Linked DNA regions of Sus scrofa: region 2 is linked to region 1. Evidence: chromatin contacts called from public HiChIP or PLAC-seq data. All regions are on one chromosome and are shown on one strand. Each heading gives the region's core, a stretch centred on a gene start, on an enhancer-like site or on the middle of the called end of the contact. The rest is flanking DNA. Distances are from core to core; before and after follow the strand shown. Region 1 holds the start of PPARD (peroxisome proliferator activated receptor delta). Region 2 holds the start of ARMC12 (armadillo repeat-containing protein 12).

Region 1 (6,536 bases), core at 942-3,441:
AGAAAAGGGTCTGCACACAAGAGGATTCCAAAACTTTCAAGTCTGGCCTGGCCAGTTCAGTTGGCTCTCGACCACAGCTCCTGAAGGCTGCCAATTCTGAGTCCAGTTCTGGCTCAAAGACACAGAGCATGATCCTCAAAAGAGGAGACCTAGAAACCCAGAGCCGGGGAAACAACCGGCCTTCACTTGCAAACGTGAGAGTGGGTCATGCTTTCCGAATCCTCCAAGATCAGGACTGGGCAGAAACAGAGCACACGTTATTTCCTGAAGATCTCTCCAGGGGACCAACATCAAATAAAGGAGTTCAAGCTTTCGGCCCCCCAAGAAGGTTAAACATCCAGATGCACCACGAAGGTGGTGGGTTTTTCTAGCCCCAGAGAGGACCATCTCTGTGACTGGAGGCAACTCAAATTCCTGACATGTCCAACTAATGCAGCCCCACAACCTGCCCAGACAGATATTGACCTGACACCCTATGCTACGCCTGGGCAAAGGGAACACAACTTTAGTGGCAGTCTCCTGCTTGGAGTGACAGGCTATCAAGCTCCCAAGGAAAAACGGAGGGAGGAGAACCTTCAAGAGCACCTGCTCAGGGACTGACATTAGAAGCCCCGACACATTCAGTGGGTAAGAGATGGGCAAGAAGGAAAAGTCAGCAGGTAGTCTGAACCACCAACAATAAAAGGGACAAATAGCTGCCAGCCCCAGGGCCATCAGGCTGGCAATCTATTTCAAAACTCAAACAGGAAAAAAAAAAAAAAAAAATGTTCTGGAGCCAGTACAGAGGAAAAAGGTTGAAGACCACAGGCATTCTCTGGGGCATAGCTTCTGGAGACTTCTTTTAGCTCTTGGGATGGGGTACAGGGTGGAGGGTGGGAGTGAGGGCAGAGACAGGCTGGGGTATCATGACTTAAATGTATACAGTACATCCAGAGTGTAAAGCCACAAAGCCCTGCTTCCTGGAAGGGGAAAAGGGTTGGATAAGGCCTCCAGCTACCCCTGGCACAGGTCCAATTCAGCGGCCAGTCTCTCCTCAAGGGTTCCTGGAAGTCAACAGACCCATAAAGGGGAAGTACTAGAGCTGAGATTAGAAGAATGGTCTACAAATTGGACATGATCCTTGATGCAACGCCCCAGTAAATTCTCCCACACAGACATACCTGCTATTTACCGCTGACATTCAGTCTCTTACTTCAATCGCGGGCTGAACACCCCCGCCCCCAAACCATGACTCTCTCAACTGCAGGTCAAAGGAAAGCAAAGTTGTATTTGGAACTAATGCTTCTCCCAGAAGCAGAGGCAAAGAACTGGGAGGGAAGGGAGACGGGTGTCAGGAATGCAGGGGACAGGGCTAACTGGAAGGAAATCAGAGAATGAAGCAAAAACAGGGCCTCTGGGGGCAACCTGGGTAGGAGGGGCGTAGGTTGACTGGGATTGCAGACACCGGCTGAAAAAGCCTAATACCGCGAAGAAGACGACGGGGAGCTTAACACCAGGTAAGGAAAGGATAAGGATGGGAAAAGAGAGCAGACTGAGAGAGCAAGGATGGGACGACAAAGGCAGGATAACGAGGGGTCAGAGATGATCTCCGAGGACACCCTGGGTAGAGAGGGCGACTGATTTGGGTACCAGGTAAGGGATGAAGGAAGAGCCTGGAGGCAAGGGTGGGGAGTGGGAGAGGACCTCCAACCTGAGACCCAGCTCTCAGAACACAGAAGTGGGAGGAGACGGAGTAAGAGGCCCAAAGAGGGGACACAGAGTGCGGGGTGCGGGGGGGAGGACTGGGGGGAGGCCCGCGGTTCAGGCTTAAACAGGGATGGGCGTCCAAAGCCTGGGGGCACCGGGTCAGCAGAGCGGGGCGCCTGCAGAGCAACTAACGACCGTGGACCGGCGGGGGGCCGGAGGCAACAGGAAGCAGCTGTAGCTGGGTCCAAGGACCCCTGCGGCTCCCCTACCCCACAGCCCGCCGGGCCTTGCGCTCCAGCCCCGTTGCCCGCCTCAGCTCAGGCCTGCTGCTTCCCTCCGCTGCTTGCCTATCCACTTCCCCGGATCCAGACTGACCTGACTTGGCTGCCCCCCGCGCCACCGCCACCGTCCGGCAGGCTCCGCAGGGTCCTCCGGCCCCTGCCAAAACTTTTCCCATTAATCCCAGCTCCGCGGCGGCCGTGGCGTCACACGCTGCGCGGTCCAGCCCCGCCCCCGCCAGTCGACGTCATCGCGCAGCTCGTCCCCTCCCCTTTCCCCACGCCCCCTTCCGTCCGGACCGCGGCCAATTACCGAGCTTCTGGAGACTCCCCTGAATCACCACTCCGCCCACCGCACGCTGCCCTGGGTCCGCTTAGAGCGCCCTCTGGTGCGAGCCAGTGGCGCGGCTGCTGGGGGAGGAGCCGGGGAGGAAGCTCCAAGGCTAGTAAAACAGGTGTGGCAAATATCACAAAAGGGAATTTAAAGCTGGAAGGGAATTTAGAGATTATCTCGTACCATCTCCTCATCCTTCCAGTGAAGAAACAATCCCAGAGAAGCTACGTGACTTGCAGTGAGAAGCAATGCTGAGGCTAGAACCTGGATATCCAAATTGGGTATCCAGATTCTCCTGGAGGAAACTGTGCTGCCTATAATTTTCACAAAAGGGCTTCGCTCCCTCATGAGGCTTCTGCAACTAGAAATGTATGGTTCTGGACTTCTTACCTGTCTTCCTATTTATTTAATATGCTTGCTCGCCTAAATGGGGAACATCCTCCATACTGTTGTAGAAAATTATGTCCTCGATTTGGCGGGGTGGGGTGGCAGGTACAGCATGCGAAGTTCCCAGGCTGTGGATCAAATCGGAGATGCCGGGATCGAATTCACATCCTCCTGGATACTAGTCGTGTTCGTTTCCACTTAGCCACAAGGGAGACTCGCTATTCTTGCTTCTTAACGATGGTCTTTTGTTTTGGTTTGGTTTTGGGGAAGGGTTTTTTTGGTTGCACCTGCAGCATGCAACCCGGCCAGGGATGGAACCCAATCCACAGCAAGTGACCCAGGCTGCTGCAGTGACAACACCGGATCCCTAACCCACCGCTCCGCAAAGGAATGCCTGCTTCTTTTTTTTCTTCTCTACTTTTTGAAATGAATGTACACTACTTTTGTCATTCAGATGTTAACCTCCTTGCCTTTGATATTGAAGTAATGGTTTGTAGAAGCCAAAGCCTTCCCTAAGATTTCTGCAAATTTCTGGCAGCTTTCAATTCTAAATCTCTCTGTCTCCGGGGCTCCAGCTTCTGCCAGGCTGTTGCAGTCACACGGTTCAGAAATGTCCAAATGAAACTTAGCCCTTCCCGAGAACTGCCCACACCTCTTCCCACACAAAACATTCATGGGTAGAGAGTTTAGGATGCCCCCAGCCCTGGGGCATAGTCATATGATGCACTGCAAAGTTTATTTTTATTTGTTTGTTTTTTGTTTTTTAGGGCCACACCTGCGGCATATGGAAGTTCTTAGGTGAGGGGTCAAATCAGAGCTACAGCTGCTGGCCTGCGCCACAGCAATGCTGGATCCTTAACCCACTGAACAAGGCCAGGGATTGAACCTGCATCCTCTTGGATCCTAGTCGGGCTTGTTAACCGCTGAGCCATGAAGGGAACTCCTGCAAACAGTTTAAACTCACACTCCTGACATTCTTTTAAAGTTCTTTCTGTACCCTCCTTTGAGGTTTTATGACTGGCTCTTTACCCCTTAGGGCCTGGCCTTTTCCCAAATTATTACCTCTTCTCCCTGCCCCATCCTTCTCTCCTCTATCCCATCCTCTCTGGAGAAAAAAAACCCAAATTCTTCCAGCTTCCCATTCAGGAAGAGGCATTCTAACCATTTATCTTTTTTTTTTTTTTTTTTTCCTCTTTGGCTGCCCTGAGGCATATGGAGTTCCCAGGTCAGGGATTAGATCCAAGCCACAGCTGCAACCTACATGCAGCTATGACAACACTGGATTTTTTTTTTTTTTTTTTTTTTTTTAGGGCTGTACCCATGGCTAATGGAAATTCCCAGGCAAGGAGTCGAATCGGAGCTGGCAACACCAGATCCTTAACCCACTGAGCAAGGCCAGGGATCAAACCTGTGTCCTTGTGGATAGTAGTCAGGTTACTGCTGAGCCATGATGGGAACTCCAACACTGGATCCTTTTAACCCACTGTGCTGGGCTGGATATTGAACCTGCATCCTGGCACTGCAGAGATGCCACCAATCCTTTTGTACCACAGAGAGAACTCCCTAACCATATATGTTCATCTATCTTCATCGCTAGGGTTCCTGTCAACACTCATGCCCTGAAGATCTCACTTTCTTCCTCTAAAGTCTTATTTCCCCTAATAAAGACAGTTACTTCCCTTCAAGAAATTCTAGGAGCACCATTAAATGCATTAATGCATTTTTTTTTTTTTTTGGTCTTTTTGCTATTTCTTGGGCCGCTCCCGAGGCATATGGAGGTTCCCAGGCTAGGGGTCCAATCGGAGCCGTGGCCACCGGCCTACACCAGAGCCACAGCAACGCAGGATCCGAGCCGCGTCTGCAACCTACACCACAGCTCACCGCAACGCCGGATCATTAACCCACTGAGCAAGGGCAGGGACCGAACCCGAAACCACATGGTTCCTAGTTGGATTCGTTAACCACTGCGCCACGACGGGAACTCCCATTAATGCATTTTTTAACCTCATTTCATTTTCATGTTAAAAAGAGCTATCTATCTGGAGTTCCCGTCGTGATGCAGTGGTTAATGAATCCGACTAGGAACCATGAGGTTGCAAGTTTGATCCCTGGCCTTGCTCAGTGGGTTAAGGATCCCGCATTGCCGTGAGCTGTGGTGTAGGTCGAAGACATGGCTCGGATCCTGCATTGCTGTGTCTCTGGCGTAGGCCAGTGGCTACAGCTCTGATTAGACCCCTAGCCTGGGAACTTCCACATGCCGTGGGAGCGGCCCTCAAAAGACCCCCCCCCCAAAAAAAAGAAGAGCTATCTATCTATCCTTCTTTTTTACTTAAATCGGCTTCTGTTATTTGAGTCAAAAACAGGCTGCTACAGCTTTCCCAAATCTTCATTTTGACTAGCTTTGCCCACAGGCACAGCTCATAAGGGCAAAATTTTGTCCCTGCCAAGCCCCTGCACCCCTTCTAGACCAGCCAGAGAACTCAGCTACCAAAACCTGCTCGATGCCCAATTACAATGTAACTGAAAGATAACTTACAGCATGGAACAGATCTGCTCTGCATTAAGTTCCATCTCATCCACAGCCATTGCGAGAGCCAGCCAGCAGGTGGAAGCCTCTGTAACCTCTTGAAATTGGCTTCCGACTTCCCTTCCTCCCTCATCTCACCCATGGCAAAGGCCAGAGAGGCAAATTTCAGCTGGCACCTCTTTGGCCTTGGCAGGCATTGGGCTTTAGGAAGAGGCTGGTATATCCTGGCAACTGTTTGCAACAGGCCTCTTACATTCCAGCCAGTTGCCCCACCTCCCAAACCCATAGGGGGGTCACCTGGGGCCAGTGGCTGCACTTTCTGCTGGCCCCCAGAGTTTATGGGTGTCTCTGAGGGCAGCAGAGATTGGCCATCCTTTCCTTAGTCCAGGATGCTGGTAAGGACAAAGGAGTCCTTTTCTAACCCTGGATTTAAATGACTACATAATATCTTCTCCTGCCCTCTATTAATGTCCCTTAGGACTGATAGCTTCTCATGCCAGTCCCAATGTGGGTTTGGATTCACTATCTCACACCTCCTGTGTCCCACTGTAGACTGTTCAAAATCCTGGGATGGACCCCATTTACAGATGGGGAAACTGAGGCTTAGGGATTGGCCTAAACACCACCTGCCTTCTAACAATGTCTCTAATCAGGCTTCATTCTGCCTTTCTAGCCAGGGGTCCTTCACAGTTAGTACAATCTTCAAAAATTTTGCCCCTCTAGCCCTAAAAGAATATGTACATTTTTAAGGTGATATCTAATATTCCTCTTCATTAGTTTAAAACGTAATAGTTGAAGAGGATGGATATAATTTCTATTTTATAAACATTTACATCTTAATATTAAACTACTATATTACCCTTTTAAATATATTGAATAAGACTCATATCCCATAGTGATTTGATGCTTACCATCAGCGGTCTTAAAAAATACATAAACAGGAGTTCCCGTCGTGGTGCAGTGGTTAAAGAATCCGACTAGGAACCATGAGGTCGTGGGTTCGGTTCCTGGCCTCGCTCAGTGGGTTAAGGATCTGGCGTTGCCCTGAGCTGTGGTGTAGGTCACAAATGTGGCTCGGATCCCGCGTTGCTGTGGCTTTGGCGTAGGCTGGTGGTTACAGCTCTGATTAGACCCCTAGCCTGGAAACCTCCATATGCTGCGGAAGCAGCCCCAGAAAAGGCAAAAAGTCAAAAAAAAAAAAAAAAACCATAAACAAATAGATAAACAGCAAGACTTGCTGTGTAGCACAGGAAACTATATTTAATATGTTATAATAACCTATAGTGGAAAAGAATCTGGAAAGGGATATATATATATAACTAAA
Region 2 (6,748 bases), core at 1,839-4,338, 360 kb before region 1:
AGGATCAGAAGCAGAGGAATCACCAGTATGACATTTTTGCTAGTCCACAGCACGATGATAAAAAAAAAAAAAAAAAAAAAAGTACTGTGTATTTGTTGGGGGGAAAATCAATGACTGTCCTTGCTTGGGATTAACGGCTTCTGATTCAGACGATGTCTGTTTTATTTTGAGGAGAATTAGCATGTGCTTGCTTTTGTGAAATGATGGTGGTAAAAATGATAATGGACATTCTTAGGGAGCCATAAATTAAGGCTGCAACTCTTTGTAAGAACTTGGTTTTTGTTTTTGTTTTGTCAAATCCAAACCTTCGAAATATTGGCTAGAGAGAAGTCTGAGATTCCATATACATACAGTGAACCCCAAGTTTTTACCTGTCCTCCCCAAGACAAAAGGACACAGGCTGCCCTACACACACCTCTCTGCCACGTGTACCAGGTTTCTAGCTTTTAGGCTGATGTTCCTATCATGTTAGGTGAAGGTTTATTTAGTGAATGAGAGTGTGGGTTCAACCCAGACTGCCAGGGTTCAAAACCAGCTCAGCCACTGACTTACCTCTGTGCCTCATTTTCCCTACCTGTAAAATAGGAATAATAACCACCTACTTCTTGGAGTTGAGAGGTTAAGTGCTTGGAACAGTGCCCAGCACACACAGCTCACCCAATGTGACTGTTATAACTACTATTTCAAGCAGGTTTCCCCTGGGCAAAAATGTTGGGTGTGGGAAGGCAGTGGGCACAGATGGTGGGGCTCTGTGAGCCCCTAAAGGTACATTATTCAGCCCCTTCCATTCAATCACTACCCCTGCCACCCTGGCTAATTAATCTCAACTCCTGTAGCCCATTTAATTGCTTCGAAAAAGTCTGGAACCCTCTTTGAAACCCCCCCCCCCCCCCGGCACACACATCAAATACCTACACCAGGAGCCCATTCCCCTGAGCTGCTTTATTCCTCCTGTGAAAGCCTAAGACCATCTCCTCAATCTATCAGGACTCTGATAATGGGCGTTTCAGTCTAGTTAGAGTAGCTAACCGTGCAAGCAGGCTACCACGGAGTGTGACCCCGGAGGGGCCCCGCGCCTGCGGGCACTAGAAACTAAGGGAAAATTAGCCTACTCTCTACTCCAAGGAAAAAAGCCCGCTGGAGTACGATGGGCTTGGATTTGGGCGAACTCCATAATCTGAGTCTCAGCTTCCTCCTCCGGAAAACGGGTCTATTAATACCTGCCTACCACCCGGAAGTGCGCGGTCCAAACTTAGTGAGAGAATGTGCGCTGTGACTCTCGGTGACCAGGGGACGCTGCACACGTGCGAGCCGCCCCAGCAGAAAGCCAGAAAGCGGAGAGATGAAAGTCTGGCGGGGCAGCCGGTGCCTGACGTGGATCCCACACGCTCCGAGACAGTGTCTTCCTCAGCTCGTGCTTACCCCGGGCCAGGGCCAAATTCGGGAGCCTCTCGGTAGGTAGCTCGTTACTCCGGTGAAAGGGTGGGGACCGGGAGAAACGCTGCGTAAGCCCGGGGAGTGAAGGAGGCGACGCCCCCACAAGCGGAGGACCTAGTGCTGGGCGGAGGCCGCGGCTTTCCCCGCCCCGGGCCTCCCCCCATCTTGCCCTCCCTCCCCGGACTAACCACCCCCCCCCCCCGCGCATCCGGCAGCGGGCACAGGATGTTCTTTCGCTCCGGTCCCCCCCCCCCGCCCCCGCTCTCACTTTCCCTTCGCTCCCATCCCCCACTCCCGCCGCGTCGGGCGCCGGCACCTTGTTTAACTCCTTCTCCCCCGCGCTCCGCGGCGCGGGGCGCGCCCAGGGGTCCCACCCTTCCCGCCCACACCTCCGACGCGGAGCACGCCTGAGGGCTGCCGGGGAAGAAACGGGCCTGGGCTGGGCGCTGGGCCTCAGTTCTTGGGATCCACTGGCCCATCTTGGATGAAGGGGTGAAGAGGGATCCTGGGGACTGAGGTCGTCTTTCTTCGGACCCCCGCCAGCTCACCGGTGCCGGGCGGACTGGAGGGGTTGGGTGCCGGCATCGGGTAATCTGGGTGCCCAAGGCAGGCGGCCAGGGAGCGGAGTTAGCTCCAAGTCCGGCGTGGGGCAGCACCATGGAGGACTCCAACCTCAGCCTCATCCGAGTTTGGCTTCATCCGAGGTTGGGATAAGAAGGGGCCTAGGTCTCCGGGAGAGGATGGCAAGAGGTCACGCCCCTTGCATATACGTCACTTGTTTCCAAGACAACCAGGGGCGGGGAAGAGGGCTAGGGAAGGAGGCTGCTGGAGACACTGGGACCCGGGTGGGGGTGGGAAGGCGGCGTGGGCAGCTTTTTCATTCTTTGCTTCTTCACTCGCTGGTGCTCTGAGAAACTGAAGGAAGGGCAGGTTCTGTTCGTTTCTTCACTCGACAGACTTTCCCTGAATTTAACTACGCTTGGCGCCATGTGTAGGCACTGGGTTTCGGCGGCGTTGGATCTGAACCCTGCCCTCACCGGTTATTGTGAGTTAGGGTAGGGTGGCCTTGCGTCCCGGGTTACGTCTGTGAAACCAGTGTAATTGTTAACAGTGTCCCGTTACTGGCTTGGAAGCATCCCAGTACGGAGGGAAAGGTAGTCAAAGAAGCTTGTCCCCCAATTCAAGGACGGCTCCCACATGGCAGAGAAGACGAACTACTGTCTGCTCATTATGCAATGGACACTTCGTAGTCTCTGTAATCTTTGCCCCTCATTCTGCAAGGAAAGTAGCTCTAGCATCTTTTACAGATGAAGAAACTGGCTCAGAAAGGTTAAGACACTCACCCAAGGCCAAACAGCTAAGTATTGGAGCCAGGATCCAGACCCAAATCTCTGTGGCTTCCAAAATCCAAGTGCCCTATCTCAGGCTGCCCTCTCGAAATAAATAGATGATGTTAAATAAATAAATAAATAACACGGTCCCTGCCATGAAGAAGCTTCTAATCTTTGGAGTTGAAAAGACTACAGGATATTAAGAAGCAATAAAATATAGATAAGACTGAAGGCAGCTCATAAGGCGCAGAGGGAAGTTGATGACAAAATGATCAAAGTGGGGTGGAGATTATCAGAGCCTTTAAGCTGGGTTATGAGGTGGTGATGGGGCCAGGAGCACTGGGGTGTGTGTGTGTGTGATGCGGTGCCAAGAAAGAGCACAATCAGGGGGCATCAATGAGGGGCCCAGAGCTAGGCAGGCTGGAATCTCCGATGGCAAGGTCCCTCTGCAAACCCAAAGCCACTGGTTGTACGCCCTCTCTATTCTGCCTTCCACCCTCCTTGATGGATTGTCTGTTTCTTGCTGGCGCAAAGGCTCCCGGCAGGCAGCTACACTCATTCTCCTCTGCACTCAAGGTCTTTGCAGTTGGTATTTGGCACAACCCCGGAGGTTAATTTGGATGTCTGCTTCTCTCTTCACCACCCCTCTCGGAAGATTCTGGGAACTTAAAAAAAACTGTGGCTCCTCAAAACAACAGGGCCTGCGTGAACATCGAGAAGCCAATAAGCTTAATAGGAATGGGGAGCCCAAGCCAGGAGGATGAGAAAGGGGTGCACCCGAATGGTGTGCTCACGTGAGCAACGTTCGCTGCCCTCCTCCTACACACCAGGTCCTGTGCGGGACTCTGTAGTCTGCGTACCTCATGAATGAGTCTGGGTCCCTTCATAGGGAACATATGAGTTAGCAGTGGATGTACCCAGTGTGCTTGGCTGAAGAGTCTGCAGTTGATAACATACACAATAAACAGTGTTTGAGAAAGATTATTCCAGCAGGGTGTGTAGGAGGAAGGAAGAACCTGGGTCAGAAAGGATAGTGTGGCAGCAACTGTGGAAATTTGGGCCAAAGATGGCATCTGTGAGGTTGGTGAGGAAAGTAACAATGTATCTTGCAATAAAAGCAAGAAAAGGAAGAATCTGGTAATAGGTCAGACCTAGGATAGTGAAGGAGGGAAAAGAGTTATGAATGAATCCGCCTTCATGGGGAGTTTGGGGAGGGGGAGGGTCACGGTGGGAAAGGGGGGAGGAGCTGGTATGAGGGATTTGAAGGTGAGGTTAGTCACTTCCAGGCCATGTGAGGGCAGGTGTCCTGTAGGCGACTGGCCTTGGACAGAAGGAAGTCCTAAAGGGCAGTGGGCTGCCTTGTGAGAGTGACCCTCTTACTGTGGGTGTGCAAACAGCTTCAGAACCATCACTGCCCTGGGATAGATACGGTGGCCAGATGTTACACACCAGGTAGAAGGCTGGTGTCGGCGACAGTGAATGTACCTCCTCACTAAGGGATTTGGTGAACGTTGGCTGGGTGAGCACGTGTGTGGGAAGTATGCCTGTATATGTGGGAAGACGGTTGGCACCCACCTCCTCAACTTTGGCTCCAGAGGGTGCCAGAGATGCCCGGGAGGGGGGCTGAGGCCCAAGTGAGGCACTTCAGCAGCCTGGGATCCTTCCCCCAGCCCCACCTTGGAAGGCCCTGGAGCCCAGGGCTGTGTTGACTGCCAGGGCCTTTCCTGCCTGCCCTGGCACACTCCCAGCACAGCGTGTCCCCTGGGGCACCTTGCAGACACTCCAGGAGGCTGGGGCATGGGACAGGTCCCCACCCCCTAGGAAGAGTCCTGCTCTGGACTGACATCTGAGCTCCCCGTCCTGGGACTGTCATCCATCCACACCAGACCACAGGGGACAGCAGACCCAGAGGAGGAAGGAGAAGCTTTGTGGCTGGGTGGCAGAATTCGTAGGTCTTTGTTGTGGCTTTGGGTGGGAGGGTGGGTAAGGCAGAAAAGCAGGGTCTCAGGCTTCAAAGCACCTCCCCACCTGCCTCTCCTTCCCTCTGAGGAAATCTTCAGGGGCCTAGTGGTTTTGAGGGGAGGGGACAGGAAGAGACTTTGAACTCTGGGTCAGCTGGGAGCAGAGATGGGGAAGATCTTGCTCTAAATCCCATTTCTCCCAACATCTTCCTCTGCTCCCCACTGCCCTAAAACAAATTTCTGCCTCCACCCAAGAGTTACATCCCCCACACCCAGACCTGCAGGGACCTCCCAGAGTGGTGGGGGGGATGGGACAGCATGGACCCGGCAGCTGCATGGCAGGCCACACCTGCAGGTGGGTTGGGGAGCGTGACCCTCCCACGTGGGCAGAGCCTGCTCCACTCTGGCGGGGCGCTCCGAGCCACGTTCATGGAAGGGCGAGAAGGCAGAGGGATGCGCAAAGCGGCCACGTGGAGGTCCCGAGCGACACACTGGGCGGGAGCTGGGGAGCGGGGCCCGTGTGCTCGCCCCTCCCGCTCGAGGGAGCCTCAGAGAGTCGGGTCGTCGCTGACCGCAGGCTGCAAGAGCGGTTGATCTGGTGAGCGAGCACACCCACTTACCCAGCTGCTGAGTCAGGCTGTTCTCGCTCCCCGCTCGCCCGCCCGCTCGGGACATTGTGTTCCAGCGCGCTGGCACCGGGCCCAGGCGCTCACACCAGCCTCCTCGCCCTGTTTGTGCTCGCGGCTTGCGCTCGGCGCGCAGCCTCCCCGTCGCCGCCGCAGCCTCCGAACGCGTTCTTGGGTCTGGCCAGGCGCGGCCCAGGGACGGCCGGTGCTGGGGCCTGGTGCATAACCCCGGGGACGTGCAGCCCGGCCGGGCTGGCTCCCACAGCCCTGCCGGGTCACCGGCCTTAGCGCGCCCAGACCTGTCCATCCCCCACACGAGCCCTGGTTTGGAACCCCGGCGAGTCAGGGGCCCAGAGCAGCACAGTTGCGAAGGGGTAGGGGCAGGTGTGGGAGCTCCATGCAAGAGAAGGAGCCGTCCAGGCTGCAGCCAGCGCCCCACGAGCGCTGCATCTAGCAGTCTGGAGCCGAAGACCCGGGATGCAGTCACGTGATAACGGAAGCCCACTGGAGGGGGCCGATTCCAGCCATCTCCCAAAGGAGGCTCCCTGTTTCTCCAACCCCTTCCCTGATCAATCTTTTCTTCACACAAACCTGGAGACTCCAGGGATTCCCAGGCCCCGGCCAACCAAGCCCAGCCCTTTTGGACAGCTCTTTTGGATAGCGGGAACCCCCTGGCAGGAGGCCAGGAGGAGGAAGGGCCTGGACGCTGGAGGGTGGGAGTGGGCGGCAGGGTGGAGGAAGACAACCCCCAGCCGAAGCCTGATCACCTCCCTCTGTCCAACCCATCTGCACATTTATTCAGGGCCAGGTTTTGTTTGTTGTTTGTTTGTAGGGCTGCACCCACAGCATATGGAAGTTCCCAGGCTAGGGGTAGAATCGATCAGAGCTGTAGCGTCAGGCCTATGCCAAGACCTGGCAGGATCAGAGCTGTGTCTGAGACCTACACCACAGCTCAGGCCAATGCAGGATCCTTTAACCCACTGAGCGAGGTCAGGGATGGATCCCGTGTCTTCATGGATGCTAGTCGGTTTCCTTACCGCTGAGCCACAACTGGAACTCCAGGGCCACATTTTCTCACTTGCCCTTCTGCACAAAGACATCACTGAGCCCAGGTCTTGAAGATTCCACTGTCTCTAAACCAAGGAGGGGGACAAGGGACTTCCAAACTGAGCAACAGAAGCGTATGGAAGGCTCTGTTAGGGCCTGCAGAGCATGTCATTAAAAAAAGTTTACAATACAATTCCTAAAGTCCTTCTATCTCCCTCCTTCCAACCGCCCAGGTTTAGCGTGCCATCTCCCATGCTGGTCCATGACTGCCCATCTTTCGAGCTCCAGCTCATAAAGCCTGCCTGGAATGATGCCAGCCAAATCTGATTCCTCCCCTGAAAGCCCA

Evidence for each region. HiChIP or PLAC-seq counts read pairs in DNA pulled down with a chosen protein or histone mark.
Region 2: a contact with region 1 is called in an H3K27ac HiChIP or PLAC-seq map of alveolar macrophages. The contact joins the promoter of ARMC12 here to the promoter of PPARD in region 1. A contact is called at or near these places in 1 of 47 Hi-C or Micro-C datasets (liver) and 2 of 2 datasets of contacts at active chromatin or transcription factors (alveolar macrophages and skeletal muscle).

What each region holds. Positions count from the first base shown.
Region 1 is chr7:31,218,197-31,224,732 of Sscrofa11.1, reverse strand. It overlaps PPARD (peroxisome proliferator activated receptor delta), which reads right to left and starts at 2,191. Exons shown (of 8, transcript NM_214152.2): 1 at 2,062-2,191.
Region 2 is chr7:31,579,884-31,586,631 of Sscrofa11.1, reverse strand. It overlaps ARMC12 (armadillo repeat-containing protein 12), which reads right to left and starts at 3,088. Exons shown (of 7, transcript XM_021098632.1): 1 at 1,986-3,088. The coding sequence starts at 2,120. LOC100521322 (a long non-coding RNA gene) reads left to right here. Exons shown (of 3, transcript XR_001297829.2): 1 at 1-1,454.